Regions from separate parts of the Mus musculus genome. Here regions 2, 3, 4, 5 and 6 are each linked to region 1. A link is a contact called in public ChIA-PET, Hi-C, HiChIP or PLAC-seq and promoter capture Hi-C data. All regions are on one chromosome and are shown on one strand. The core of a region is the stretch at or near the end of the contact, and the rest is flanking DNA. Distances in the headings are between cores, read along the strand shown.

What was found. Promoter capture Hi-C pulls out the DNA fragments that hold promoters and counts their contacts. A called contact is a pair of places that touch in the nucleus more often than the background predicts. ChIA-PET counts read pairs in DNA pulled down with a chosen protein or histone mark. HiChIP or PLAC-seq counts read pairs in DNA pulled down with a chosen protein or histone mark. Capture Hi-C pulls out chosen DNA fragments and counts their contacts.
Region 2: a Hi-C map of the N1E-115 cell line shows a contact between it and region 1, with 4 times the contacts expected there. The contact joins the enhancer-like site here to the promoter of Slc38a2 in region 1. A contact is called at or near these places in 2 of 39 promoter capture datasets (cranial neural crest and hippocampal neurons), 3 of 484 Hi-C or Micro-C datasets (the G1E-ER4 cell line and the N1E-115 cell line) and 5 of 115 datasets of contacts at active chromatin or transcription factors (the NIH/3T3 cell line, astrocytes, embryonic forebrain and 2 more).
Region 3: a promoter capture Hi-C map of pancreatic islet shows a contact between it and region 1. The contact joins the promoter of Amigo2 here to the promoter of Slc38a2 in region 1. A contact is called at or near these places in 15 of 39 promoter capture datasets (the 3T3-L1 cell line, 3T3-L1-derived adipocytes, the SN4741 cell line and 9 more) and 2 of 9 other capture datasets (adipose tissue and pancreatic islet).
Region 4: a contact with region 1 is called in an RNA polymerase II ChIA-PET map of memory CD8 T cells, with 21 read pairs. The contact joins the enhancer-like site here to the promoter of Slc38a2 in region 1. A contact is called at or near these places in 1 of 39 promoter capture datasets (pre-B cells) and 5 of 115 datasets of contacts at active chromatin or transcription factors (CD8 T cells, effector CD8 T cells, embryonic stem cells and 2 more).
Region 5: a contact with region 1 is called in an H3K27ac HiChIP or PLAC-seq map of embryonic stem cells, with 5 times the contacts expected there. The contact joins the enhancer-like site here to the promoter of Slc38a2 in region 1. A contact is called at or near these places in 4 of 484 Hi-C or Micro-C datasets (CD4 T cells and embryonic stem cells), 6 of 115 datasets of contacts at active chromatin or transcription factors (effector CD8 T cells, embryonic stem cells, extraembryonic endoderm stem cells and 1 more) and 1 of 9 other capture datasets (liver).
Region 6: a contact with region 1 is called in a promoter capture Hi-C map of embryonic stem cells, with 2.5 times the contacts expected there. The contact joins the enhancer-like site here to the promoter of Slc38a2 in region 1. A contact is called at or near these places in 2 of 39 promoter capture datasets (embryonic stem cells and hippocampal neurons), 2 of 484 Hi-C or Micro-C datasets (both in embryonic stem cells), 6 of 115 datasets of contacts at active chromatin or transcription factors (embryonic forebrain, embryonic stem cells and microglia) and 1 of 9 other capture datasets (pancreatic islet).

What each region holds. Positions count from the first base shown.
Region 1 is chr15:96,698,097-96,701,833 of GRCm38.p6, reverse strand. Slc38a2 (solute carrier family 38, member 2) reads left to right here and starts at 2,106. Exons shown (of 16, transcript NM_175121.4): 1 at 2,106-2,426; 2 at 3,017-3,219; 3 at 3,571-3,652. The coding sequence starts at 3,104.
Region 2 is chr15:97,665,902-97,669,721 of GRCm38.p6, reverse strand. No RefSeq gene overlaps it. Among named protein-coding and RNA genes, the nearest start is that of Rpap3, 38 kb to the left of the region's middle. Within about 2 kb of position 2,126, at least 56 of the 459 cell types and tissues checked have an H3K27ac peak or open chromatin away from gene starts, as enhancers often do. A contact at or near this core is called in the N1E-115 cell line, where this site is marked.
Region 3 is chr15:97,245,578-97,249,561 of GRCm38.p6, reverse strand. Amigo2 (adhesion molecule with Ig like domain 2) reads left to right here and starts at 2,275. Exons shown (of 2, transcript NM_001164602.1): 1 at 2,275-2,589; 2 at 2,965-3,984. The coding sequence starts at 3,023. Pced1b (PC-esterase domain containing 1B) reads right to left here and starts at 2,455. Exons shown (of 6, transcript NM_172293.4): 1 at 2,398-2,455.
Region 4 is chr15:97,456,373-97,460,159 of GRCm38.p6, reverse strand. No RefSeq gene overlaps it. Among named protein-coding and RNA genes, the nearest start is that of Gm41393, 51 kb to the right of the region's middle. Within about 2 kb of position 1,874, at least 59 of the 459 cell types and tissues checked have an H3K27ac peak or open chromatin away from gene starts, as enhancers often do. A contact at or near this core is called in CD8 T cells, effector CD8 T cells and memory CD8 T cells, where this site is marked.
Region 5 is chr15:97,366,821-97,370,715 of GRCm38.p6, reverse strand. All of the region lies in intron 4 of Pced1b (PC-esterase domain containing 1B), which reads right to left. Among named protein-coding and RNA genes, the nearest start is that of Gm33325, 11 kb to the right of the region's middle. Within about 2 kb of position 1,380, at least 20 of the 459 cell types and tissues checked have an H3K27ac peak or open chromatin away from gene starts, as enhancers often do. A contact at or near this core is called in embryonic stem cells, where this site is marked.
Region 6 is chr15:97,592,475-97,596,302 of GRCm38.p6, reverse strand. No RefSeq gene overlaps it. Among named protein-coding and RNA genes, the nearest start is that of Gm41394, 26 kb to the left of the region's middle. Within about 2 kb of position 2,387, at least 19 of the 459 cell types and tissues checked have an H3K27ac peak or open chromatin away from gene starts, as enhancers often do. A contact at or near this core is called in embryonic stem cells, where this site is marked.

The DNA.
Region 1 (3,737 bases), core at 857-3,356:
TTTTTGCTTTGCATTGTTATTGTCACGTACTATTCAGTTTCTGACCATCCGGAAATTCAGATAAAGATTACAAGCCTCCAAATCTATTCCTCTCCCCTCCCCTCTCCCTTTCCCTCCCCTCTCCCCTCTCCCTCTCCTCTCCCTCTCCCTCCCCTCTCCCTCCCTCTCCCCTCTCCCTCTCCCTCTCCCTCTCCCTCTCCCTCTCCCTCTCCCTCTCCCTCTCCCTCTCCCTCTCCCTCTCCCTCTCCCTCTCCCTCTCCCTCTCCCTCTCCCTCCTCTCCTCTCCTCTCCCTTCCCCTCAGTCCTTCTCTCCCTCCCCACCTCTCTCCTTAACTATCCTGCAGTATGAACCATGGAAAAAGTCCAAAGGACAATAGGTCTAATTGTATTCCAAATTGCAGCCATAACCAATAACCTACAGAACTTCCTGAATACCTCTAACAGGGCAAGAGATTTACCTAGAATGAAAAAGTGGTTTAAGATCTTTTGAGTTTTATCAGTTGAAACCTGATAGAAAGGAATTTCCCAGGATTCCTGAGTCCACCACCAAGCGTTTCCTGACAGGAGTTTATCCGATGTTACTAGGGTGTGCAGTTGGGAGGGGGGCGGGGTAAGGTAATCAAGACTTTTTTAGCTACGATTATATGTCAGATTCCTAACCTCCCCTCTGAGGAGAGTTCGGTCTCCATGGGGAGACTGTCGATACAAGACTACAAACAAATTCGAACAATCTGAGGACTGTGCAAGACAGCACAGGTTTATGAAGTCCGGACACCACATGGTTTAGAAAACAGAACTGCAAAAGTAGGACTGAGGAGGGGAGCATTAATTATAGGCAAGCCGAAAAAAGGCGTTCCTGGCTCCTTAGGTCTAGAGTGACCACCGCCCTTGAGAGGGGCGAGGGGACGTGCAGCATTCATTCTAAGGCTATTGTTTAAGTATGGCTGACCGGACCAGAGGTTTAGGATGAAGAACACAGTGTGTAAAGGGGAAATAGGGTCCTGCCCTGTCAATCATGAACACTGACACGGGCTGAAGGTACCCCAAGACTTTCGTGCCACGGAAATAGGCAGTGTTGCAGATTTCCTCAGGAAAACATTGAAGGCAAAAAAGTGTGATCACACCCAACCCTTTCCTCTATGCCCAGCCCAATCTCTCCCACGTCCCCCAAAGGAAGAGAGCACCAGGTCAAACTCGTTTGTTTATTCTTTCATTCAACCAGCATTTCGCTCTCCTCGGGGGTCTTTGTTCAACCGAAAGGGAAGGGCCCTCGCCATTCCGGCAGCACCGAATATTCTCGTCTAGGGGTCCCCCTGAGCCGCCCGGCTCTGCAAGACCAAAAGCACCACCGAGGGATCTGGGCTGTAGAGAAAGCTCCAGGCCTACATTCCAACGAGGGCGCTCTCGCTGGAAGCCCGGGGAGACGCTAGCACCAGGGGTGGGGTGGTAGCAGGAGGGAAAGTGTCCACCAAGAGGGAACAGGGCGCCCCTGGGCGGCCTCGGAAGAACCCAGCCCGAGGTTCTTTTATTAAAGGTGTGTCTGGCTTGCTGGTCAAACGCAAACCCTCCCTAGTACGCTGTGGCACGTGCAACCCAAAAGTCTATGCCGACACGCAACTGCGAGCCGCCTCTCATTCACCACCAGGCTAGCACTGGAGAGTGAAAGCACATCTAGGTGGAAAGATCGAGAACACAAACCGGCCCTCTGGGCAGCGTGGCAGCGCCCGCCCAAGTTCTGCGGGAGAAAAAAAAAAAAAAAAACCCTTCACGTAAATCAAATCTTAAGTCACGGGCTGGGAATGGTTATGGGGGGGGGGGCTGGGAGGGTAGGGTACTGCACACTCGCCGGCTGCGTCCCCGAAACGCAGCGTTGGAGACCGGGCTGGGAGGGAATCTAAGGGATCCGGCTCCGTAATTACAGCAGCCGCGGGTGGCGGCCACCCACGGGGCTGCAGTGCCCCGAGCCGCGGGGAAGCGGGGTGCGGCTGGCCCCCCGATTCGGGGTGCGGGGCAACCGGGAGGGAGGCGGAGCCCAGGTGCTGTTGATACACAAAGGCGAACGCCCGCGCCCCGCCCACTGACGCGGCGCCCCGCCGCTATAACTCGCGCTCGGGAAGCTGCTCCACACCGCGCCACGCCGTCGCCCGCGCCGCTACCCCTCAATCTCCGCCGGAGGATCGTGATCGCCATTCCCCGCTCTTTTTTTTCATTTTTCTTTAATAATTAAAGAGGAAAAAAAAATCCACCTCTTCTGCCTGTTGTTGGATTACGGGGAAATTTTAAAAATTTTTTATTAAAAAAAATAAAAGAAAAGGACTCCGTCACTGTTACATTTTTTCCCTCGTTTTACAATTCTGGTGTGTGACCGAGACAGCCCACGGGAGACGCTGCCGTGAGGTGGGCCAGCTCGCAGGGAGAGCACCGAGGTGAGGCGGGGGAGGGGCGGCGGCGGGGACGCGGGCGGCGCCGGCGGCGGGAGCGGGGGCTTGCGGCCACCCGGCCACAGCCTCCCGTTAGGGGGAAGGGGGAATCGCGCACGGGCCGCTCGGCTGCTTGCAATCGGGTCTTGTGCCTCGAAAATAATCGTCCGGTCCGGGCGTGGGGCAAGGCGAACCGCGCGAGGGCTTGACAATCAATCGCCCCTCGGTATTGCATCAGTTCCTCCCGGGGTAGAGGAGGGGCGGGTGACCGGGTACCCGGGGCAGTCCCCGGCTTGCCGGAGGCTAGGCTCGGCGTGCGCCCTGTAAACAAGCCCCGGCTGGGGCAGGGGGACCGGGCTCAGCGCCGGGGCGGCTGGAGGGGCGCCTCGGCGGGCGCATCTTTGTTCTCGCGGCCCCGCCGTCGGTACTTTTCCGCCCCTCGCCGCGCCCCCGCCCCTCGCTCGCCTGGTACTTTTCCACTCGCCTGGCGGGGGATGAATCAGCCGCGCTGCGCCGCTCGGCGGCGTCACGTGGTACGGGGGGGGGGCGGGCGGGCGCGCGCCGCAGTCCTGACGCGCCGCCTTCTACCTTCGCAGGCAGCCTCGAGGGCCAGTGCGCCGCCAAGGACAAAAGGAAGCCCGCGCCGCGAGCGAGCCGCACACCGTCCGTCCCTCCCGAGCAGCATGAAGAAGACCGAAATGGGAAGGTTCAACATCTCCCCGGATGAGGACAGCAGCAGTTACAGCTCCAACAGTGACTTCAACTACTCATACCCCACCAAGCAGGCTGCTCTGAAAAGGTGGGAAAAAGAAATGTGCTTTGCAAATTAAAAAAAAAAAGCCAGCTTGCACACACGGGTGCCTCGGGGCTGGAGGGATTGCTCATCGGTTACAGGCTAACGCGCACACCCAGGAACCAGAAGGCTCACCCGAAGCCTCGGTCTCCCCTGGCTCACAGCCCCGGAGAGAGTAGCCTGCTAAATTACCCGGTTGTTACTGCATGACAGATGGTATTACCTTCGAGAACACCTAGTTCATGCATTAACTTAAGCAGAACTGAAGGGCTTTACATGATGTAAACTATAGTTTTCGTATCTTTCAGTTGGGTTACAACGGCCTTTTTAAAAAAAAAAAAAATTATGTGTTTGCAGCCATTATGCCGACGTGGATCCCGAAAACCAGAACTTTTTACTTGAATCAAATTTGGGGAAGAAGAAGTACGAAACAGACTTTGTAAGTTAACAGTACTGTTATGTGCTTGGCTTTATGGAGTCAAAGAATAGTGTTACTTTTAGATTTCAAATCTGACTTGCCCGAA
Region 2 (3,820 bases), core at 877-3,376, 970 kb before region 1:
CTTTCCTCCCCTGCTCCCTTTAGAAGCCCTAACTAAGACAAGCTAATACCAGCATAGTGGGGTTTTGCTGCGGCAGACCTGCTTTTGGAAGGACTGTAGAAGTCTCCTTTGGGAGGGGGTTTTATGATCCTGTTCTGGATTTTAGGGTCCGTCTCTGGAGCTGATGGTCTTATCACCTAATTTCTGGGACTTACAGTTTGTTCCTGGAGCTGGTGCCTTACGGCCTTTTTTTTTTTTTTTCAAAATCAGGCCTGGTCTTTAAATGTAGAGGCTTTAAGTGCATGGATTGAATGCTTATATCCACCTCAGATCTGTACATTAAAACCCCAGAGCCTCAGTGTGTAGCATTTGGAGATGGAGCCTCTGGGAGATGGATGATCTGTCACAAGGCTAGATTGATGAGACTAGTGCTCTTAGGACAGGAGAAGAGGAGAGGAGAGGAGAGGAGAGGGGAGGGGAGGGGAGGGGAGGGGAGGGGAGAGGAGGAGAGGGGAGAAGAGGGGAGGGGAGAGGAGGGGAGAGGAGAGGAGAGGAGAGAGGAGAGGAGAGGAGAGGAGAGGAGAGGAGAGGGGAGGAGGGGAGAGGAGGGAAGAGGAGAGGAGAGGAGAGGAGAGGAGGGGAGAGGGGAGGAGGGGAGGGGAGGGGAGAGGAGAGGAGAGGGGAGAGGAGGGGAGGGGAGAGGAGAGAGGAGAGTGGAGGGGAGGAGGGGAGAGGAGAGGAGAGGAGAGGAGGGGAGAGGAGAGGAGGGGAGAGGAGAGGAGGGGAGAGGAGGGGAGAGGGGAGGGGAGGGGAGGGGAGGGGAGGGGAGGGCAGGGGGAGGGGAGGGGAGGGGAGGAGAGGAGAGGAGAGGAGAGGGCTTCCTCTTCCTCTCTTGAGCTTACCCTCTCCCTCTACACTGCGGGAATGCAGCAAGATGGTTGCCTGCAGTCAGAGGGACCTGCATCAGGCATGGGGTCACAGCATCTGGGACCAGAGGAGAGGGACCCTGTAGTCTCCCCTCCCCCAGCCTGAAACCTGCTTGCTCGGGGGTGGAGCTTCCTGCTCAATCTTTCTGCCACGCCCACCGCTGGAACCTGCCGCTTTGCTACTGGACCCCGAGATTATTTGGCGGGAATTGGGCCCCCTTCCCCTGCTTCATAACTGCGTGCAGAACAGTAAAATTGAGCTTTGATCAGAATGCCTGTCTAAGCTGCATTTCTTTCTCTCGCCGCCTAGCCCCTCTTCTCTTCCAGGTTTCCAAAATGCCTTTCCAGGCTAGAACCCAGGTTGTGATCTACTGGCCAGACACAACAGGACCCTCACCAGGCACCAGATTGGAGCATTAGTGACCAATAGGACCTTCACCAGGCACGGGGTCACAGCATCTATGACCAGAGGGACCTTCACCAATCACGGGGCCCATGGTAGTATCAGTGACCAGATGGACCTTCCCCAAGCACCGCGTCTACAGTATCACGATCTTTTCTTTTCAGCCCCCAGAACAGAATGCTTGCTTCTAAGCCGCTTAATTGTTTATTATTTTTAAAGCAAACCTGAGCAAAGGCGAGTGGGGACTAGGAAGAATCTGCTCTCTGTGTGGTTATGAGGTTATGCAGAAAGTGGCTTCCACAGGGCAGTGCTTAGTTAGATATTCACGAAACAAGAGAACAATGAAGGAATCCAAATGCCGTGGAATGGGGTCTCCAGACGGAGAGCCTTTGAACGTGCACAAAGCCCTTGCCTGAACATTAAAGACCTTTTCTCATTGTTAAGGAGTATTAGTTCAATTCTCTTGTATAAGATCATGTTCAGAGAGCCACTCCTCTCAAACGTGTTTTGAACACTGAGTGAGAAAGAACACGATTTGCATTTCTGTTTCTCGGTAGAGCTCTCTTTTGTGGGTCACACCACTTCAAATGGACTTAATCATAACGTGTTATTGCTCCAACCGTGTGTTAGTCACTGGACCCGGAGCTTTGCATATAATGTTTAAACTCAGAAAATAAGAGGAGAACAGGTTGTCCTGGGGGTCATGCAGAGGCTACCACGATTTAGACGTCTATGTTCTTTCTTCTGTTTCACTCGGTGACAAAAGCTGACCTTGAGAACACAAAGACACAACAGCTAGAGTTTCCCAGGCTGGCTGTTGGCGTTCTGTTGGCATTACTGCCACCTGCTGGCCATTCAGAAAATAGCAGCACATTTTGTCCACATTTGTTAGCAACCATGAAAGTGAATTTAATTTCTTAGTAAGATGGACTGCTGAATTTGTAAGTCTTTAGTGTGTTGCATTAGTCAGAATGAATACACACACACACACACATGTGCGCGTGTGTGCGTGTGCATGTGCACGCACATGCATGTATATACATATATGTATATTGGAGTCCTGGAGGATCTGAAGAGCTGCTGGCTTTCAGTCTGTGTTGAGAACCTAAAGAAGTTGGATTGAATGCCAGCAGCAACAAGATAGATGAGCTTGCCCAGGAGAGCAAAGTTTCCTTCTTCTGTGTCCTTTATGCAGGCTGCCACCAGAATTGTAGCTCAGATTCAGGGTGGGCCTTTCTGCTTCAAATAATCTGATTAAGAAAATTCCTCATGGGCTGGAGAGATGGCTCAGCAGTTAAGAGCGCTGACTGCTCTTCCTAAGATCCTGAGTTCAAGTCCCAGCAACCACATGGTGGCTCACAACCATCTGTAATGAGATCTGACTCCCTCTTCTGGAGTGTCTGAAGGCAGCTACAGTGTACTTACATATAAATAAATAAATAAATAAATAAATAAATAAATAAATAAATATTAAAAAAAAAAAAAGAAGAAAATTCCTCACAAGAATGCCGGTAGCCTGGGTTTTGGCTGATTCTAGGTACAGTCAAGTTGACAAACAAGATTAGTATCAGATATAAATAGTAAAAATTAGGATATGACTTTTGAATGTGTTATTCAGAAAAAGGACAAAGTGAGTCCCGGGTAGGGTGGGGTGGGGGTGGACATTGGGGGCTGTGACAGAAACAGCTCGTTCTCTCATTTACACAAGAGGCATCTCACAGAGGCTGCATCCGTGTACATCCATCACGATGGTGGTACAGCTAACATCCGTGCCAGCCATGATGGCGGTACAGCTAAAAAGCCAGCACACAGAGAGGGCTGTGGGACTCACCCTGCCCTTGGGCCATAGGCAGGTCAGACAGAGAAGCTGAGTTCCTGGTGCCTTGCCCAGACAGGCGCACAGCTCGAGGCTCACGACCAGTGTCCAGTCGTGGCTAGGCTGGCACGCTGTCTGCCCACCCCAAAGTAGATGTGTATCAGGTCTTTCCAGAGACTTGGAGGGTGTTTTGAAGAAGCAAACCCCCAATATATTTCAGTACATACCTCCACCCCAACCCCCGGTTTAAAATAAACATCATAGTGGACTTTGAAAAGGAAGAAATATCCTGAAAATACAGGTGGGAAGGAGCCGGTGAAAAGGCTCCTTTTTAACGGCGCTGAAGGTGGTGCGGTTGGACAGTGGCTAAATGTCTCTGGTGACTGTCGGGCTGTTAATATGCTGGAGGGCAGTGATGGCACAAGCCTTTAATCCCAGCACTTGGGAGGCTGAGGCCGAGGAAATTCCACGTCCTTAACAATGGGAGAATCTTGAAAAGACAAAGCCCTGAAAGAGAAAGAAGGCAGGAAGTGGGTCTGACGTGCGCCAACCGAGTTTCGGGTTTTGTTTTGTTTCTTTTTTCTTTTTCGAGGCAGTGCGTACGGGAAATTTTATTTTGCCCTTACGTACACACTCTATCACGTTTCAACCTCAAAACCCCGGATAATAACCCTAACACCTCAGTCCCAAGGCTCA
Region 3 (3,984 bases), core at 1,026-3,525, 550 kb before region 1:
GTCCCTCCAAAATCCACTTGATAGAAGTCTGACCATATGTGACCATATTAGGGTGTGACGCTTCGAGGAGGTGGGGTCTATGTCGAGCCATTGATTCATGGAGGCTCACCCATGGACAGGATTAATGAAGGTCTCAAGGGACCACTGGTGCTAAAGTTGTTACACAAATAACAAATGTGGGTCCTGAACCTCTCTGGCACGCTGTGCCTCTATGTTGCTCCCTGACTTACTCTTCAACCATCCACCCTGCTGTGAGTACCCTGTGGGTTCTCCTCTAGAGGCAGGACTGAGCAAGAGGTATGACCTTGGACAGCCAATCTCTATAATTGTGGGTTCAATTTCATTTGAGAAAGGCGCCCCATTTAGGTATTTTGTTATAGCAACCGAACATTGACTAACATGGTGGAGATCCATGAGGTGATAAAGGTTATCAAATAAATAAACCTGAAAAAAAAACATTACCTTCCGCAAAGTAAGGCCATACCTTTTGCTATTACTGAAGTCAGCTTTCTTGTCTCCAGGCTAGTAAACACACACCTTTCATGCCTCTCTTGCCTTTGACATGCATGGGAGTCCAGAGAGCTGGTCTTATATAGACCTGCCCCCTGCGAGTTTGTGTACAGCTGGTTTATGCTGTGGGGTGATGGCAAGATACTTCTGAGAGTTGCCTGCAGGTATAGCATAACTTCCACTCTCCACTTCTTAAAAAAAAAAAAAACCACCCATTTTAGATCATTTTGTGATAAGCACGGGTTAACCAGCTTCCCAATTTCCTTCCATTTAGGACTGCAAAACCCAGTCACTTACTGGTCATTTAAATAACATTCCTTTGATTACCTGACTCCATTTCCAGGTGACCGCTCAGCTTTGTGACTTTGAGCCTTAAACCCGAGGTTTTCTTGGGGGAAGCCCGGGGGTTGGGGGTGTGCGTGTGGTCTGATAGGAATCTTAAACCTATTTCTCTGGGGAAATGAAGAATGCACCCCTGGAGCACACTAGGCTGGATGCTTGTGGTTTTAAAAGTCAATCTTTAGTGAAAGTGAAACTAACAGGAACCAAGTTGCCCTCCCTTGAAAACCCTGAATCGCTGAGCTCTCCCGGAACCAGTCCACATTAACGCAACACACAGGTCCATCAGATCCATGCCAAAAACTCACTCAGGAAGTTTTCCGATAAATTTAAGGATGCCGTGGGGGGGGGGGGGGATCATTTTGGTTTTTAAAGTTGTATTCATGTGCTCTGCCCTCACTGTCTCCCCAATTTTGTCTACCTTTCATTGGCTCCCTAAGCCCTTCTACTGTGGCTAGCATGGTTTTTTAGGGACAGTAATTTATTTCTTTTAATCCGTACACAACGGCCAAATGGATCACTTGGCTCAGTCAAATCCCATCGTTTAAGCCTTTAAACAAGAATGGATTTGTAATCGAAAAGCCCACCAGCTTCAAGCTCTCTCCCTCATTTTCACATGGCCTTGTTCAGCTTGTGCCTTCCGAGAATGCTAGCTCAGTCTACTGGAGCCCTGGTGGCTGTAGGGCCTCTAGGGGACAAGTCCTTCTGCGTAGCCACCCCTACCGAATTAATCCTAGTCCTGAAGCCGCCAGCGCGACTCTGGATTTTTTTTGTTTTTGTTTTTTTTGTTTATTTTTTTTAAAGGCTAATGCCCTTATCTGTGCATTCCAACCGGAAGCCTTCTTTCCTGCCCCTTTGCTTCTAGAGCTGGGCCCGGTGCCTCGGGCCGCCGTCTCCGAGTTAGGAAAAGGGCTCGAACTTTCCCAGGGAACCGGGGGGCGTCCCCGCGGCGCCTCCGCACCCCCTCCCCCCGCAAAGCCCCGGTGGTGCCCGAGGGAACGCGCCGCGGCCCTCGCTCCTGTCCTCCTCCTCCTCCTCCAAACCCGGGCGGGGACCCCAGCAAGCACCCGGTGCACAGCGCCCGCCAGGCCCCTCGCCCCAGCCCCTAAAGCCAGGCTCCGAGATCGGGGTGGGGTGCCACCTGCGGGCCACCGCCCGCGGGCTCCGGCGCGCGGCACCCCGGCACCCTGGGCGGCTCCCTACCGGGCTGGGCGGCTCCCCCGCGGGCGCGGGGCGAGGGGCGCGGGGCCTGGGGGTGCAGAGTCGCAGGCCTCGCTGCGGTCCCACCCGGCCGAGAGGCGGCGCGGAGCCCGCACGGGGCCGCCTCTGCGATTGGCTGCGCCCCCCCTCCCCTGCTCCGCCCGCCGCGGCGCCCGAGGAGCGAGGACGCGGGGACCCGCCTCCCGCCCGCTCCCGACCCCGGGCGCACGGGATAAAAGGCGGGCGGCGGGCGCGGGAGCCCGGGCCCTGCAGCCTGCGAGCGCCACCGGCGGGCCGGCTTCCCCCGCCGCCCACCCCGCTCCCGGCGCGGCCGAGCTCCGGCGGTACCTGCAGCCGAGCGAGAGAGCCGGGGAGCCCGCGCCGCTGCCTCGAAACTCGCCAAAGTTGAGAGGCTGCCGCCCACCGGGAGCTGGAGGGAAGGTGCGAGCGCGCGGGGCGCAAACCGGCAGGCGGACGCGCGGACCTTCCGAGCGCACCGCCGTCGGCGGCCTCTCCGAGCCGCTGCGGCTTCCCAGCGCTGTGAGTGGTCGGCTAGACCGACGGCTGGCTAAGTATTTCCGTTCAATTGTTTATGGGATGCGATTGTGTGTTTTTGTGTGTGTCGGTGGAGGGAGTTAAGGCAGAATGCATCCTTTAGAAACAAAAACACACAAAAAAGCCTGAGTTTCTCATGCTGAGACTGTCGCATTGAGAGAAGGTACCTGGAAATCTCACTGAGTTGGAGTAATCTAGGAAAAATGCATATAACAGGTTCTTTATTAAAAAGCCACCCCTGTTGGAGATGGAACCCATTTCAAAAGTTAATTGGAATGAAAGCAATTACGGAATAACTCTAACGGGTTAACTAGTGGCAGTTAACTTGTACTTTTCTCCCGTTTTAAATGTTGTTACCAGATTGGTGGGAGACTGAGCTGATGAGAAGCGACTGGCAAGAGACTCAGAGGCGACCATAATGTCGTTAAGGTTCCACACACTGCCCACCCTGCCTAGAGCTGTCAAACCGGGTTGCAGAGAGCTGCTGTGTCTGTTGGTGATCGCAGTGATGGTGAGCCCCAGCGCCTCAGGAATGTGCCCCACTGCTTGCATCTGTGCCACCGACATTGTCAGCTGCACCAACAAAAACCTATCTAAGGTGCCCGGGAACCTTTTCAGACTGATTAAAAGACTGGATCTGAGCTATAACAGAATCGGACTGTTGGATGCCGACTGGATCCCGGTGTCGTTTGTCAAGCTGAGCACCTTAATTCTTCGCCACAACAACATCACCAGCATCTCCACGGGCAGTTTCTCCACAACCCCAAATTTAAAGTGTCTGGACTTATCATCCAATAGGCTGAAGTCGGTAAAGAGTGCCACATTCCAAGAGCTGAAGGCTCTGGAAGTACTGCTGCTGTACAACAACCACATTTCCTATCTGGACCCCGCAGCGTTCGGGGGGCTTTCCCACTTGCAGAAACTCTATCTGAGTGGGAACTTTCTCACACAGTTCCCTATGGATTTGTATACTGGGAGGTTCAAGCTGGCTGATCTGACATTTTTAGATGTTTCCTATAATCGAATCCCTTCCATACCGATGCACCATATAAACTTAGTGCCGGGGAGACAGCTGAGAGGCATCTACCTTCACGGGAACCCATTTGTATGTGACTGTTCTCTGTACTCGTTGCTGATCTTTTGGTACCGTAGGCACTTTAGCTCCGTGATGGATTTTAAGAATGACTATACCTGTCGCCTGTGGTCTGACTCCAGGCACTCCCACCAGCTGCAGCTGCTCCAGGAGAGCTTTCTGAACTGTTCTTACAGCGTTATCAACGGCTCCTTCCACGCACTTGGCTTTATCCACGAGGCTCAGGTTGGGGAGAGGGCGATCGTCCACTGTGACAGCAAGACTGGCAATGGAAATACTGATTTCAT
Region 4 (3,787 bases), core at 625-3,124, 760 kb before region 1:
GTGCGCAGTTACACCGGCTGTTCTCACTCCTTCCTTATTCCCCGTGAGTTTTGGATAACTTTGTCAGCCTCCAGAGAAAGCCAAGGGTAATTTGGTAGGACAACAAGCAGCACTGTCTCTCTCATTCATTCCTGTTTTCTTACACGTTCCTGTGTTAATCGGGATGACCGTGTCTACACTGGGAATACAATTAGGCCCCCAAATCTCACTAGATTATCTCAGTACAGTTTTATTTCTCCTCCATGCTGATTTCAACATAGAAGGGGCTGTGCCGTGCAGGTCGCTTTGATCAGACAGCTCTGCTGGACAAGAGATGGCTTCGACATTCTTATATCTTTCTCAAATGTCCAGCCCCCTCTGAGGTGGAGCCCTAAGCCTAACCCCGGCCAAAGGGCTTTGAGCAGCTGTGATGTATCTGCTTGGGTCACAGGCTTGAAAATTGGTATCAGTTTTCTCCGTGATCGTGGATGGTTGAGATCATGGGCAGAGTTGACAGAACCAAGGAGAGATACTCATAGGCCCCTTCACTACAGGCTGGCACCTGCCTCGAGTCAGCCCGACTGGGAAGCTGAAGAAAATCTTTACTGTGTCAAGTACCGAGAGGTTCTGGGGCTAAGTTGTTACTTCAATGTTAAGGGAAATGTCTATATTAACAAAATAATGTATACAAGTAAATTTCTAGGCTTGGGGAGGGTGAGACTCTCACATGTCATACAGAGGGCATTGAGGAATATAATACCAGAACTAGCCAGAGAGGAGGCTAAAAGGGCTTGGCTTGCAATCCTCTTGACCTTGGAGTTCTGTAGCAAAACACCATCTAACACAACTGACTCGCCAAAAACAAAAAACAAACAAACAAACAAACAAACAAAAACCCTTAAGTTTCCACTTCGTGGGGGCGGGGTTCAAGGCAAAGAAAGGTATAGGGCTGAAAGTCCACTGGACTCTGAGTAGTCGTAGGCTCTTCATGGGTTCTCGTTTAGATGTCCCTACAAGGTTCACGTACCTACTCTCGAGACGCCCCGCCCCTCCTCTCCTCCATTGGTCCATGGTTGTGCATGCTACCTTTCTGGCACCAGGATTGGGTGGTCTCATACTACTCATGTACAATGGTCCGTTTGCTGTACTAGCAGAGACGTGGCTGCTGGTAGCTGGGTTCTGCCACCAGCTGAGGTGGGCTCCCAGCACCCCCTCCCCCCATCTTTGTGGTGTAATTGAAAAAGACAAACTTGCTGCAAGTGAAGGAAAATGACTTACTCCCCTGCTGCTCCCGGCCCCCCCAGCAGCAGTGGGTACACAGAAGCAGCTCTCTTTTTGTGTTTAAGTTTGATTGCACCGGTTTCCGTTTCTTAAAAATCAAAAGCCCCTTGAGTGAGAAAGTTTCCATGCTTTACCACTACAGAACATCTCCAGGAAGCCTCCCTCCACCCCACCCCACCCCGCCCCGCCCCGCCCCGCCCTGCCGCAGCCCCGCACAGGCTGTGGCCATGAGCACCTGGCTGTGGGATTTCTCAGCATCCTCTGGTTTTACCGGGGGGATTACTGGGGATGAGGTAGCTAGAAATTGGCTTATGCTTTTATCCCCAGCCAAGGCTGGCCAAGCTTAGGGATAGCTGCTTTGAAAACAGCCTTGCAAGTGACAATACTATTAAAGTCAAATATGGTGATCCCTACTCCAAGGCTAAGGGACCACCACAGAAGACAGCAGAGAGATCGTAAGAGGCAGATGTCAGGGAAGCCTGGGAAAATGATGTGACAGGACACAGTCGCTGTACTTTTGGGTTCCTAGCAGCTCGACCGTGGAAGTGGGAGGAGCTCCCCCGCGTCTACCGTTAACTGAGAAGCTATTGACAGTTCACGGCTTCTAGTGGGGGAAGAGTCAGTCTTCTTTAAGGGTGTGACCCATGGCTCGCTGTCGAGCACACCCCAGTGGAGGATCTATACCCATGAGTATATGGGCAGCCCAAATGGGACTCAGTGGACTGGGGGCTGGGAGAGGGGATGGAAAAAGATGGAGAGAGATGGGGAGAGAGATGGAGAGAGAGAGAGAGATGGAGAGAGGGAGAGAGAGAAGGAGAGAGATATAGAGAAGAGGAGGGGAGGAGAGGGGAGGAGAGGGGAGGGGGGCAGTGAGGTGAGGACCTGGAGGAATTAGGAAGAGTGGATATGATCAAAGTACATTGAATTATTAATTCTCAGAGAATTAACAAACTATTTTAAAAGATTAAAACAAAAAAAAACAAAAAACAAAAAAACATTGATTCCAATTTTTGCATAATCGGGTCAAGAAAAAGGAAAGCACGCCTTCATGTCCTCCTCTCTGGGAAGGTTCATTTCCCACAACTGACTCTCTTCTCAGACTCATAGCATCCCCTCCCCCATCCTCACTCTCAGCTAATGAATTTTCTACCCTTTCCCTAAGCTGCACCCACGCACCCGGCCCTGCTCGCTGCCCTCCCAGTGCCTACTGCTTCCCTACAATGCCTACTAGAACTTTCTGTGACCATATACGTGTCCTGTCTCTCTATCTCTCTTCTGTACCATGCCACACAGTGGCTGCAATGATGGGGACCTGAGGATGTAGAGAAGTCTCGAGGTTAGCTGTGAAGGGACCAGAGACGTGGGGTGGAGAGTATAGAGGGAAGACGCTCTCTCCATGTTTGAGGGGGAAAGGATGAGAATGGTATGTTTCACATGTTATGTAAATGTCCGTTCTGTGTGGAGCCGTGTCTTCCTGAGTCAGAAGACCTGCTTGACACCTTCAGGTCATATCTGACCCCGCATAGTAGCTGTCCTTGCTTACCTCCCCGGCCGGGGGGTGGGGGGTTCCTATCGCCTTGTCCCATGGCTCCCCGGGGGGCTGGGGGTGTCCTATCGCCTTGTCCCATGGCTCCCCCGGGGGAGGCTGGGGTGGTCCTATCACCTTGTCCCATGGCTCCCCCCGGGGGGGGGGGGTCCTATTGCCTTGTTCCATGGCTCCCACGGGGGGCTGGGGGGGTCCTATCGCCTTGTCCCATGGCTCCCCGGGGGGGGGGTTGGGGTGGTCCTATCACCTTGTCCAATGGCTCCCCCGGGGGGGTCCTATCGCCTTGTCCCATGGCTCCACGGGGGGCTGGGGGGGGTCCTGTCGCCTTGTCCCATTGCTAACGACCCTGCTTCCTCCATCTTGAGTCGGTTATAAGAGCATCATTTCTCATTGACTTCTACTTCCTGCTGTTGTTAAAGCGTCCAAAGCCATCCTTATTGCTGTTCTTTGTACTACGTTACTGATTTTCCCATGCCTTTGTGCCATGTGATTTCTGGATTGCATGGGGCAGTATGAGGCATGCTAGGGACCCAGCTGAACTTTTAGTGTAGATTGGGGAGGTTTGCTTGAATTGCTCTTCTGTTTCTTCGCTTCTGTTTCTTTAGCTCCCATGTTCTCCACCTCCTATAATTAAGACACCAGGCCTCTTGGCGGATCACTCACTTTTTCTTTCTTATCCTCCCCTCCTCCTATCTCCTTTTTTGTTCTACTGTTTCAGCCGACCTACCTGCCAACCCTGATAGTCAACTTATTGTTTCAGTGACATATTTCCATTTTTTAAGCGTTCTCTTTTTGTTTTATTAATGATCTATTTTTCTTATAGCATCTGATTTTGGCTTTCCAGATCAGAGATCTTCTCTTACTAGCATCCCCTATACAATCTAAACCTCCAAAGCATTTTTAATAATTTTTATCTTGCCCTTTCATGTTAGACTCTTTCTTCAAATAGTCCTTGGCTAACCACGTATAGCCAAGAATGGG
Region 5 (3,895 bases), core at 131-2,630, 670 kb before region 1:
ACTTAAGGTCATCCTTGACTGTATGTCTGAGTTTGAAGTGAGACTGAATTACTTAAGACCCTGCCGGAGGGGAAGGGGGAGTGGAAGGGGGAGGGAGGGGAATGTGTTCCCACCTGAGAGGGGCTGTAGGGAGGGAGGGAGGGAGAGAGAGAGAGAGAGAGAAAGAGAGAGAGAGAATGTATTTCCAAGACTCTCCTCCTCTAGAAGCACCACCAGCTACTTTGTCGGAAACATTCTATACAGATATTCCACAGCTGAAGAGATTTCTATATTCTCAAGTCAGGATAGAAAGCAAAAGTTCTCCTGCTGACAGAGTTAGGAAACTCTGGGAATCACCAACAAAGCCAAAGTTGCCTACAGAGGAGACATGTGTTTTCCTGAGACAGGTATGTCCAAGACGACAAATAGACCGTACTTCCATACAGCTAAAATAACCTCTTACCTTGGGTTATGTATATAAAACCTTTACTCTCGTTCCTAAATTTGAACAATAACACTCATAATGTATACTTCACAATTTTGCTTATGAAAGGAAGTTCTCTTGGGCCTTGCATGTTCTACTCTTTGAGCAACCCCCCAAGCCCCACAGACCTTGTACATAGTCACTGTGGACACTAAAGGTGTTGGAGACGTGGCTGAGTTGGTAAAGCGCCTATGGTAAAAATCCATGTTTTAAAAATGTGTCTTTTTAATATAAATATAAGTAGTAGATTTATCTAGCAACTGTATTTCTTTATCTTTTTTTTTTTCGAGACAGGGTTTCTCTGTATAGCCCTGGCTGTCTTCTAGGCCGGGCGTGGTGGTGCACACCTTTAATCCCAGCACTCCGGAGGCAGAGGCAGGCAGTTTCTGAGTTCGAGGCCAGCCTGGTCTACAAAGTGAGTTCCAGGACAGCCAGGGCGACAGAGAGAAACCCTGTCTCAAACAAACAAACAAACAAACAAAAAGTGTCTTTTAATAAACTTCAACTCTACTTCACACCAGCTTGCCTTGAAGTTCTTTTTTGTTCGTTTGTTTTTTTGAGACAGGGTTTCTCTGTATAGCCTTGGCTGTCCTGGAATTCACTCTGTAGACCAGGCTGGCCTTGAACTCAGAGATCTGCCTGCCTCTGCCTCCTGAGTGCTGGAATTAAAGGCGTGCGCCAACACTGCCCCGCTTTTTGTTGTTGTTGAAGTTCTTTTCTACGGCAAAGTGAAAAAAATCCTGGATTTGCCTAAGCAGAGGTCTCCAAGGCTCAAAGGTCCTGGGGTTGACAATACTGTTCAGTGGTAAAGCCAGTCAAGTGACCTGGAGCAAGAAGGCAGGCAAAGCTATCCTGCGGCGCTACAGCCAGGCCTTGGAGCACGTGACTTGGTCATGTGACCCACCCTGGTCTATGGGTCTCCACCCTCCAGCGTGGAGAGCTCTGAACTCAAGCTCCCGGAGGTTCTTAGTGTGCTGGTGGTGCATATGGAGAGCAAAGCTATGGTGTGAGATAGGTGAACCGGAGACCTCTGGCTTTGGCGCCAAGGGAATGGACTCACATTTGTTTCCACGACCTTGGAGGTCAGCGAACTCCTCAGAACCTACTCTTTCATTTGTAAAATAGTGGCGATAATCACCGCTAGGGGAATGCTAAGACTGGGATGAGAACCTGGCACAATATGTCCATAAGACAAAAACAAAAACAAAAAAAGCAAAAAAGATTTCTCTATTCTCTCTATTCTCTCTCTCTCTCTCTCTCTCTCTCTCTCTCTCTCTCTCTCTCTCGACCCCTCTTCCTTCTTCCTCTCCCTCCCTTCCCCCGCCCCCCTCCGTCTCAGTCAGTTACAGCCACAGGCTTGAATGCTTTATGGAACAGCCCAGTAGACAGGGGAAAGATGATACAAAGATGGGGAAAGTTGCCAGAGCCAAGTCCTTGGATGAGGAAGAAACTGGCGGTACCTGCCAGGCAACTTGTAGGGCTTGAGTTCTTCGTTTTTTTTCTCTGGTCTATCTCAGCAAGGTGGGTGAAGGCATAGCGCAGGCAAGGAGCTATATTTAACCAAGATTGGAGCTCGATTCTATGTTTTGCTATGTATCCCTGACTGACCTGGAACCCCCATATGTAGATCAGGCTGGCCTTGAACTCACAGAGATCCACCTGCCTCTGAATCTACTCTTTCATTTGCAAAATTGTGGTGATAATCACCCGCTATGGGAATGCTAAGACTGGGATGAGAACCTGGCACAATATGTCCATAAGACAAAAAAAAAAAAAAAAAAAAAAAAAAAAAACCAACCAACCAACCAAAAAAAAAAAAAAATCCACCTGCCCCTGTCTCCTGAGTGTTGGGATTAAAGGCGTCCGCCACCATTCTCAGCCATTTGTTTGTTTTGAGACAAGGTCTCACTATGTGGCTCTAGCTTGCCATTTGCCATTTGTAGACTAGGCTGCCCTCCCCCTGCCTCTGCTGGGACTTTAAAGGATGCTGCTGCTGAAGATGAAGATGGTCATTTCATACGTATGCATGCGTGTGGTGGTATGGGTCTTTGCACAGGAGTGCAGGTACCTGCAGGGACCAGAGGAGGCTATCAGACTCCGTGGTGCTTGAGTTACAGGTGCTTAGGAGCCGTATGACATAGGTTCTGGGAACCGGACTCAGGTTTCTGCCAGAGCAGTGTGTGCTCTTAACTTCGGAACCACCCTTCCAGCTGTGGCTTTGCCTTATTGGTGTTCATTCACATAGACTGATAATTACAAATTCATAATTTACTTAAAGCCATGGCTTACTTGAGTCCAAGCACATAAAACCAATTTTTTTTTAGATAGTAGAAAATATTTTTAATGTAATGGCAAAAATAATGTGTTTTCCTCCTTCCTTTTTTTTTTTTTTTTTTTTGGTGGTGTTGGATATTAAACTTACAGTCTCACACATGCTTGGCAAACATCTGTACCCTGTCCAGTAGTGTTCCTTCAACATCAACAACCCTTTATTAGTTTCGGCCACAGCTTATCTTTTTCACCCACCTTCTCTGTTTGAAGGGGCAGTTGTTTTTTCTTTTCTTCTAGGATTCCAGTGCTCTGAGTGGGCCAGAAATCAGCCCATTCAATATTTACATAAAGCTGCATTTACCTCAGTCAACGGGTGCTTGCTTTCACACTTATGCTAGGCTATGTTTAAGTAAAGGCCGAATTTAGCAAATCAAAAAAAAGCATGCCTTTTTTTTTTCTTCTTCTTTGCTTGTATGGATATAATGGCCTGCATGGTTTTGGTTATTTCTCTTCTAAGAACTTGTGATCTGTGCCTTTAAGTATATATGAGTAAGTCAGCTGTGTATTAGCTCAGCATTGGGGAAGCAGAGGCACAAGGGTTGCTGAGAGACTGAGGCCAGCCTGGTCTACATAGTGAGTTTCAGGCCTGCATTTTTAGACTCTGACAGACACAGACAGACAGACAGACAGACAGACACACACACACACACACACACACACACACACATGAATAATCTATTTCCTCTAATAGCATATTAAGAATTGTGGGGCTGGAGAGATGGCTCAGTGGTTAAGAGCACCGACTACTCTTCCGAAGGTCCTGAGTTCAAATCCCAGCAACCACATGGTGGCTCACAACCATCCATGATGAGATCAGATGCCCTCTTCTGGTGCATCTGAAGACAGCTACAGTGTACTTAACTATATTAATAAATAAATCTAAAAAAAAAAAAAAAGAAAGAATTGTGAGGAACTGGGGTTGTAGCTCAGCTGTAGAATGTGCATGAGGGCCCGGGTTCAATCCCCAGTACTACATAACAAACACCTTCGCTTACATTGAAACCTAACATGGCAGTATACGAGGTTGGCAATTCCAGAACCCAGAGGGTTGACGGAGGAGGATCACGGTGAGTTTGAAGCTAGCCTGGACTACTGAGTGAG
Region 6 (3,828 bases), core at 1,138-3,637, 890 kb before region 1:
GCTGCTTACTATAAAGTCTTGCCCAGAACTGGGCTCCACCACCACCCAAACTGTGCACTGGAGGGCCTGAGCCAGCTCGAATAGAATAAAATAGAATAAAGGGCCTATTGTAACTTACATCCGATCGGTTCCTATCTGTTTTTTTGGAGTGGTGGGGGTGGGGATCACTACACTTCCCTTGCTCTACAATGGAACAGCTCCCCCATCTCACTGTACAGCCTCTCTGATGCACCCGCCAGAGCATTTTAATGTTGCCTTGGCTTATGACTTCCTTTGGTCTGTAAAACAATGAACAGCTGTGAAATGGCTACCGTGTGGCAACATAGAATTTGGGGTAACCTAATTCTGAGTTCCTGGGCCACACACACTGAAAATAGCTCCGGAAAAAAAATGGTTTCTCATTCCCTTTAGGTCGAGAACGATTTTGTTTGCTTTTAACATCCACAGCACCATACAGTCACACTCAGTCGCGGGTCCCTCCTAAAGGCTGTAAATGCAATCACAGCTAGGCATGGGGACTCAGTTCAGCTGGGCGTGTCATGGGTAGCATTCATGAAGCGCCAGCATAAACTGGGAATGGTGGCACAGACTTGTCACTACAACAGGCAGAGGCTGTGGCATTAGGTATGCAAAGTCATCCTCAGCTATCAGGGCAGTCTGAGCTCAAGACCTTGTCTCCAGTAAACAGTGCCGGCCATCGGGCCATCTGTGTGAGTCCCAGGGGGTAGGCAGACTACAGCACAGCAGCTGCCCTACAAGGAGGTGGCCTTAGGTGTTGAGTCTCTTTCTGAATTCAGGGTGTTAGCATTCTGTCTAAACCCCACCCCACTGTTACCTGGCAACAGCCAGGTAGGCCTGACCCACTATAAAAGAGGCTGCTTGCCTCTTCCTCCATCTTTGCCGTCTTGCTTATATCTCTTGCCCTTGCCCTCCCCTTCCTCCCTCTCTCCACGTGCTCATGGCCATGGCCACCCTCCTCTTCTCTCTCTCTCTCTGCCTTTCTCTGCCTCTACTACCCTCTTATCTCCCCTCCCCATGCCCTGAATAAACTATACTGTACTATACCATCGTGTGGCTGGTCCCTCAGGGGGAAGGAATGCCTTGGCATGGGCCTGCTGAGACATCCCCTGCTCCCATATCTCAACCACCCCCATAAAACATTCTTTCTCTCTTTATCTTTTTATCAACACATCTCAGGGGTTCTGCCAGCGTGTCTTCATGGTACCCCCTCTACTTCTGAGGATAAACCTCAGGTTTGGAGATGTTTAGAAGTGAACATATCGCCCTATACAAGAAGACCCATCCGGACGGAATCCATTGCAGAGCACAATGCTCCCCAAATCACACTTAGAGGGCCCTCCCTAAATGTCTCAGGATAGCTGTCCCAGAGGCTCTCATGTTCTCTTGCTATCTACAAGCTGTAACCCCTCCTCCCGTTGCTAGGGCTTTCTTTTCTACACTGCACAACCCCTTGGCCCCTCTTTCTCAAAGAGAAGAGAAGGCCAATGGTGAATAACATGCTTAAAGATATTTTTATTCGATTACAACTCAAAGGATACAAAGGTGCGAAAGAGGGTACTGATGTTTGCCCGGCCCTCTTGTCCTTCCATCTCATGCACCAGGCGTAAGAGCCCATCTTTAAAAGGATGGCTGTGCAGTGGTCTACACTGCCGTCTGCTAAGGTATAGTATTAAGTTCCTAGCTTTGTCTACAGTTTTGGCAGAGCTGGGAGAGAGGATCTTTCAAAAAACCAGCTGTGTGTACCTGTGGTTCTAGGAAGAGACTGTTCTTTTGTAGGGAAACAAAACCCTTTATGGGCTCTTTAAAAATCAGCCAACTGGGGGCAGGACCCCAGAAGTCAGGGGAGAGAGGGTGACTAAGAATCAGCAAGAGGCTTTGCATATGAGAGGGAAAAAAATGCAAAGGGTATCTCCAGACAGAGATCGGTCTATCCCCCACCCCCACCCTCCTGAAGATCTTTAGAAAGAACCAGGGAGGCCAGTGGCCTTGGGAGCCTGCCAGCCTACCGTCCTGAAGGAGGGAGGCTTGGACTATTCGTGTGGGTACCAAAGGAAACCAACCTCCCTGGCTCCAAGGCTTGTGTTGGCGTGAACCTTAGGCTGTTGTCCTCTCTGAGGGCTAGCCTCCTCACGCTGCCTAGAGAAGGTTCTTCTGACCTTCTGGGAACAGGGAGTGGGGTGCCAGTCAGAATACAAGAGAGGGTACAGAACGTTCGTAGATAAAAATAAACGGCCTTTGCCAGGCTGGGAAATAAATTAACTTTGCTTCAAATGTAAATGTCCCCGCAGGGGCTGAAAGTGTATTCTAATGACCTTGTAGGGCCAGATGGAAGAGGAAGAAAAACAACACATCACTGGCCTAGCCCCATCTTCTCTAGACTTTAATTTCCTCCTTTGAACAAAGGGACAATGAGGCGCTGATGGAACGGAACTGGTTGCAGGGCTGGCTGTTAAATGTGAAAAGGAAGAGATTGAGGCTTTAGAGCCACCACTTGAGCTCTACTTTAGACTAGCAACAGTCCCAACCTCTAGAAATAAGACTGGGTTAGCTAAGGTCAGGAGTGTCACTGCGCTGATTTTCTTGGTTTCCTCTCTGGATTTGTTCTGTGACTCAGTTTTCCTTTGTCTCACTCCCCTACCCCTACCCCCCCCCCCCCCCACCAAGTCTTGTTCTCAGTTTGACTGGGCTCTCCAGAAACCCTTATTTGATAGGTTCCTTCTTCTGTCGCCAGAGAAATGAGCCAATTCGAACCAGATTAGATTATGTTAAAGGCAGGTTTATTGGGAAGCTGCAAGTTCACTGGCCCCAAGGACTGGGGTCAGGGAAGTCGCCATGGGGAAAGGAGGTAGGGGAGAGAGAAAGACAGAAAGGGCATGCATGATGAGAGAGGAGAAGAAGGAAAAAGAAAAGAAACAGCGGGAGGAAGAGGAGGGGAGACACCAAAATGCCTGGATTACATAGATGGTAACTGAAACCCACTGCCTATGACACATCCTAGTAGTTAGCAATCTCCAACTATTGGTCGGCCATTAATTCAACCCTAAGGTCTTATCAAGAAATTCTGCCAAGTGGGCAAGATGACCCCAAGTAACAACACTCTTCAAAAAGAAGAACGTTAAAATACGTAAGCAAAGGAGAGCCTAAAAGCCTGGCTGTGATCACCGTTCTATCTGCGCAGGGATTAAAGGCTTCTTGCATCTAAGGAACATCTCCCACCGCGATGCCTGTCCTTGGAAATCTGTGCATTGCCGATTCTTACCCTGAAGAATGCTAATGTCTCCTCCGGGCTTTTTCCATGCGGTGGTGCAGTGGTGCACATACAGCTACTGCCTAAAATCAAAAGACCGAGCCGAGCCCCTTCATTTATTGTTCTCCTTTAATCTGCACTTTGTTTTGAATAAAGGGACACCTGTTAATCCCACTGGGTGAGAATAAGACCACTACTACAGTTTGGAGCTGAATTTGAAGCAAGCTTTAATTATGTACTGGTCAGAATGAAGGACTCAGGCTCGGTCCATTCTGGGCTTCCCTGAAAATACTGATGAGTTACACTTTGCAGGGGCTTATAAAGGCAACCTCGTACGGTCTCACCCAGCCCAATGGGGGTTAGGGGAAGCATATATCCAGACGTATTTCCTGCCTGGTACTTCTTACCTCCATGTGATCAAGCACATGCAGTGTAGTTGGGTCAAACAAACTTGTGTAGGGGACCAAACCCGCGTGGCTGGTAATCTTCCATGAACAATAGCCTCCAGCATTTCAGTAAGTCTCTCTCCTTGGGCAGGGGCTTACAAGTTAGAGGCATGC